Linked DNA regions of Gossypium arboreum: region 1 is linked to region 2. The links are chromatin contacts, called in public Hi-C maps. All regions are on one chromosome and are shown on one strand. The core of a region is the stretch at or near the end of the contact, and the rest is flanking DNA. Distances in the headings are between cores, read along the strand shown.

Region 1 (2,962 bases), core at 107-2,606, 240 kb before region 2:
TGATCCTTGCTCTAATTGATAATAGATTGGTAGCATTACAGTGCTTAGAAGGGTTCAACGACTCTTGAGAATTGAAGGTCAATAGTGGTTGCGGCATATACCTCAATTTAATTGCAAATCATTTGGCAAAGTTAAGCCTTCCGTGGAAATCAAACCTATAAATCTTTGATACTATTCCTAATGAAGTCTCGGATACTTTTTAAGAGGACAAAGCGATGGGCACTTTTGATCTTTTTAATTTGATGTAACTCTGCTTTATTTTATCACAAAAAAAGAAAAATTATAATGTTTTAAATTCAAATATCATTATGTGTATTTTTATATATGTGTGTAATATGCGGTTGTAAAATGATTAAAAAACTCTTAAAATAACATATTTATTTTGTTTAATAATAATATTTTAATAATTATTCAACTGCATTTATGTTTAATTAACTCATGATACTAACTCATATAAGAGCTTAATATATATAGAATAGACAAAATAGATATATAAAATTAAATTAATATAAAGTATCATTTTTTCAAAATATAACTGAATAAATCCTTATAGTAATTATGCATAATTAGATTCAAACTTCGGTTTTTAAAACATGACAAGATTCAATTGGTTTGACTGATTCACTTAGTTTTATTAAATGAATCATTAAAAAAGAAAAGAAAAGTGGTTCAACCAATCCATACCGGTTCGCAAGTCAATTTGTCTAACATTTTAATCGAACCAATGCCCCAATTGGTTCTCGATCTAACCAATTCAATCGGACTCTAACAACATGAAATCGAACTTAAACGATCAAATATACACTGCATCAACTTTTGCCAACAATAAATAGAAGTACCATGGAGGCAATTGTACTAGGAGTCAAATTGCATTTTACCCCAGTACTAAAAAAATTGACAAAGTAATCTTTGTTTGTTAGATCAAAAAGTAAATTAGTCATTTCTATTGACAATTTCATCTATTTCTATTACTAAAAACTAGCGTAGATAAATGAATAATAAAATAGGTACACGTGGCTTGCTAATATCAAAATACTAATGCAAGGACCTCTATAGTACTTTTACTATTACTAATATCAAAATAACATAATAATTTATTTGACTCTCTAACTTTAAATATATATATATATCTCATTTCAACCTTCCGTTTAATTTTCGTATTTTTTTAAATTATAAAAACAGAAATTTAAAAATTAAAAAGACTAAAATGTATTATATACCCGTTAACAAGATTAAGCGATGTTATTTTTTCGTCATTTTGAGTGATTCAAGAAAAAAAATGAAAATTAACTAATATTATTTTTTAAAGTTGGAGGGGATAGTTGTTATCACTTACCGTTATCACGCATTTATATATGTATAAATAATATATAGTGGTAGAAGTGCTTCAAAGGTATTATGCTTATCTTCTAAGCAAAAATCCATTTTTCTTGAAAACTATAAACTGGGAACCTGTCTCTGTACTCACCTCCTATTTCAAGACACCATTAATCACAGCTATTCACCATGTTTATCCAGGTATTAACCTTATCAATCATCTTCTTCCTTACTCTCCCATTTTTCTTCTTCAGTCTCATCAAAAGCTCCAGGTTCAAGAAACCATCAACGCCCAATATTTTGCCCAAGCGTTACCCATTAATCGGTTCTTATTTCGACATCAAATCCAATCAAAGCAACCGCCTGGAATGGATCACGAGGATCCTCAAGAACTGCCCTTCTGCAACTTACACTCTTCACCACATCTTGGGTTACCGTCAGATCTTCACGGCGAACCCCGATAATGTCCAGCATATACTCAAAACCCGTTTTAATAATTACCCAAAAGGTGAGTTCTTCATTAATGTTTTCTTTGATTTTCTCGGCAACGGAATATTTAACGCCGATGGGGAAGCTTGGAAGTTCGAGAGACAGGTTTCGAGTCACGAGTTTAATACTAGGTCTCTTCGTAAGTTTGTAGAAACCGTCGTTGATGCTGAGCTTAACGACCGGTTGGTTCCGATGTTATCCGGCGCTGTTACCGGCAAGACAGTGCTTGATTTGCAGGATGTTCTTCAGAGATTTGCTTTTGATAATATTTGCAAGATTGCTTTTGGGTATGACCCGGAATGTCTTTTACCGTCTTTGCCGCAAACTGAGTTCGCCGACGCGTTTGAAGATGCTACTCATCTGAGTAGTGAACGGTTCCGAGCTCCGATTACATTGACTTGGAGAATCAAACGGTTTTTCAATGTTGGGTCGGAGATGAACCTCAAAATCGCCATCTCTCAGGTACGTGATTTCGCTAAGAAGATCGTGAGGGAAAAGAAACAAGAATTAGCTACAAAATCGTCTTTGGACTCGGTTGATATTTTATCGAGGTTTTTAAATTCCGGTCATTCCGATGAGAATTTCACTACGGATATAGTCATCAGCTTTATACTCGCCGGTCGGGATACAACATCGGCGGCATTGACATGGTTCTTTTGGTTAATACATAAACACCCTGAAGTTGAAAAGGAAATCCTTAAAGAAATTAAAGAGAAATCGGATATGCTGGTTTTTGAAGAAGTTAAAGACATGGCTTACATTCACGCTTCCTTGTGTGAGTCTATGAGATTGTACCCTCCGGTCCCGACGGACAGCAAACGAGCGGTGGCAGACGATGTTTTGCCGGACGGGACGGTGGTAAAGAAAGGGTCGGTGGTGACGTACGCCCCTTACGCGATGGGGAGGATGGAGAATATATGGGGATCCGATTGGGAGGAGTTCAAGCCGGAGAGATGGTTGCAAAGGGATGAGGCCGGGAACTGGAGCTTCGTCGGAAGAGATCCTTATACTTATCCGGTGTTTCAGGCCGGACCCAGGATTTGTTTAGGGAAGGAGATGGCGTTCCTGCAGATGAAAAGGGTGGTTGCCGGAACTTTAAGGCGGTTTAAGGTGGTGCCGGCGGTGGAAGAAGGGTTTCAGCCGGTGTTTGTTTCTT
Region 2 (2,739 bases), core at 12-2,511:
GGATTCCGAATATCACAAGTTTCTTTCGAGGATCAATTCCTATATAATATCCAGGTCTCATCACACTAGAATTCTTTACAAATTTCAAAACATTGCTTTCTCTAAGCATGCTAGTCCTTGCAAGGATGGCGGCATTATCCTTATAACATCCTTTGGCTAATTCAATGTGGTATATCAGATCCTGAACCTACATCACAAAAAAAAAAAAAAAAAAGATCCTTAGCCATATCAACTGAAACGAAACTAAAAATACTTTTGCAATTTAGTGCAAGGGATTCGGCAATTACGATCGAAACTGACTTGATCTTCACACCCTTAACATCCTCAAATGGATTCAAAGACGCCTGTCGAAGGTAAATAAGATATAGGCCTATAGTAAGATCACTTAAGCTCCAACCTTCAATGACAGTCTTACTCTTTTGAATGCTAGATATGATTTCCGAGACCGATCGAGCAGCGTATTGAGGCTTATTATCCCTTACTTCATTTCCTATACATACAAATTAGATTAAAGAACTAGTGCCATTAACTAATTGCTAATAAAAATGCAATGAAACAGCATATGCAGTAACCAATTTAGCTTAACATGAATTGACATAAAACAAACCTATTGGCAGAGCCCACCTACACAATTGCAGAGCTGGTTCAAGAGCCTTTGTGAGCCAAGCAAGCTCTAGTTTCCACTTGGTATCACCAACATAATCTTCATCACCAGAACTATACTTGAAAAACCTGGAACTGGTCTCAATTTCAGCCATATCTTTTGCCTCTTTTTCTTTAATTACTTCTTTTAATCCTTCTGGTTTTGACCATTGTGATTGAAACCTGTTAAGTACACCATTCATACATCTACCATAAAGTTTCTTCTGCCTTGTAATCAAAATGTTGCTATTATCTGCACACAAAAACCAATAAACCCAAAATCAAAATAAGAAAGAAAGCTGAGATTTTTACTAATTCTTTGGATTTTCGTTAAAAAACGCAGATTGAAAATGACAAAAGGATGAAAAGTTTAAAAGCTTTAAATGATTTGATAGAGGTGGATTGAAAGAAGAGGTGAAGCAAAGTACTTACAAAGATGGTGTATGAAGCTTTTGCAATATTGATTAACCATTGTTAAAAAAAAGATACAGATAAAGAGGGAAATTTGATGTTGGTGTAGAAATAAGATGAAAACGTAGGTTCTGGACGAGCTTCAGAGGCGGCGCTTGGTCATGCTCCGAGGCGGCGGACACGTATTTCTGAAGATTGATTTTGGGCCATAAAGTAAAAGTAATGATTTTGGGCCTAAAGCAACGTCCAAGAGATTCTGGGCCTTCATTAATAGCCCAATAGAGGAGAGATCAAATTAATAACTGATCAAAGGTTTTTCTGCTCTTAAAAGTCAAATTAGTCTCTCTATTTTAAATAAAAAAATAAATTGATTTCACTATTAAAAACTAACGCGACTAACAAATAACTAGACAATTATACATGGTTATATGTACCTTATGCTAATGCATAGAGATTACTTTTTAATATTAAAATAGATAAATTTTTAACGAGAATGGTCGATTTACTTTTTGATCTAACATATGAGGACTAATTTGTTTTTTTAGTTAAAGAAGGCAAAATGTAATCTAACTCTTATTACAAGGACCTCAATTATACTTTTATACTCATTGAACATATAATTAATTATTACAAGTATTGAACCGAATAATTAACTTAACAACTAACTTAACTCAAAATAATTAACTAATTAATCATAATAAATTTTAGAAAAACTTACACATAAATGTGTAAGTATTAAATCGAATAATTACCTCAATAACTAACTTAACTCTAACCAACAAACTAATAAATTAGTTAACTAACTTGAATAAATTTAAAAGAATTTAAAGGAAAACTCACATTAATATAGAAGTGCTGAAACCAAATAATTAACTCAACAACTAATTTAACTCTAACTCGTAAACTAACTTATTAATCAGAATAAACATGAAAGAGAGCTCATACTTTTATTTAGAAGTACTAAATCTAATAATTAACTTTATAATTAACTAGAACAATTCCCACACTTATATATAGTAAGATTCGAACATGGGAGATTAAAGTTTCAAGGTCTCAATATTGTCATTTAGCCAAGGAATATAATAACGGAAATCAAGTCATTTTATGCCGAGTCATGCATAAAATTTCAAGTTTTAAATTTTGTGGATAAAAATTTTTTGAAAGAACTTTATCCTTTTAAGAGTTCAATCAAATTCAACCTCAAATATAATTAAGATCTAAAGTGATTATAATAAAATGGTGAAGAGTCTAAAATTTTAAATTTATACATAAATAAAATAAAATAGGTATATATGTACAACTCATAAAAATATAATTTTAGGTTAAAATATGTCATTAATCTTCAAAATTTTGGAATTTAACCATTGCACTTTCATTTTTAAAAATTTAATCTCTTTATTTTTGAATTTCAAAATTTATTTTTGACCGCTAAAACTTTTTTTTTGTTTAATTCAAGTTCATTAAAATGTCAATTTTAATTACATGGTTACCAAGTGATTATTATTTTTATTTCAAAATATCACACTAATAAATTTAATAGTGTTAACATTTAGACCTAAATTTTAAAATCATGAAATAAAGAGATTAAATTCTAAAATTTTAAAAAATATATGGATTTATCTCATATTCATAATTTTACGAACGAGTATTTGGTACACTGTATACTTTTTATTTCATAAATAATAT

What was found. Hi-C and Micro-C count contacts between places; a contact is called where the count stands out from the background.
Region 1: a contact with region 2 is called in a Hi-C map of leaf, with 1.9 times the contacts expected there. The contact joins the promoter of LOC108467702 here to the promoter of LOC108467565 in region 2. A contact is called at or near these places in 3 of 5 Hi-C or Micro-C datasets (all in leaf).

The regions. Positions count from the first base shown.
Region 1 is chr8:8,378,375-8,381,336 of ASM2569848v2, reverse strand. It overlaps LOC108467702 (cytochrome P450 94A2-like), which reads left to right and starts at 1,356. Exons shown (of 1, transcript XM_017768437.2): 1 at 1,356-2,962. The coding sequence starts at 1,507.
Region 2 is chr8:8,136,276-8,139,014 of ASM2569848v2, reverse strand. It overlaps LOC108467565, which reads right to left and starts at 1,261. Exons shown (of 8, transcript XM_017768240.2): 1 at 1,075-1,261; 2 at 608-895; 3 at 288-490; 4 at 1-187. The coding sequence starts at 1,114.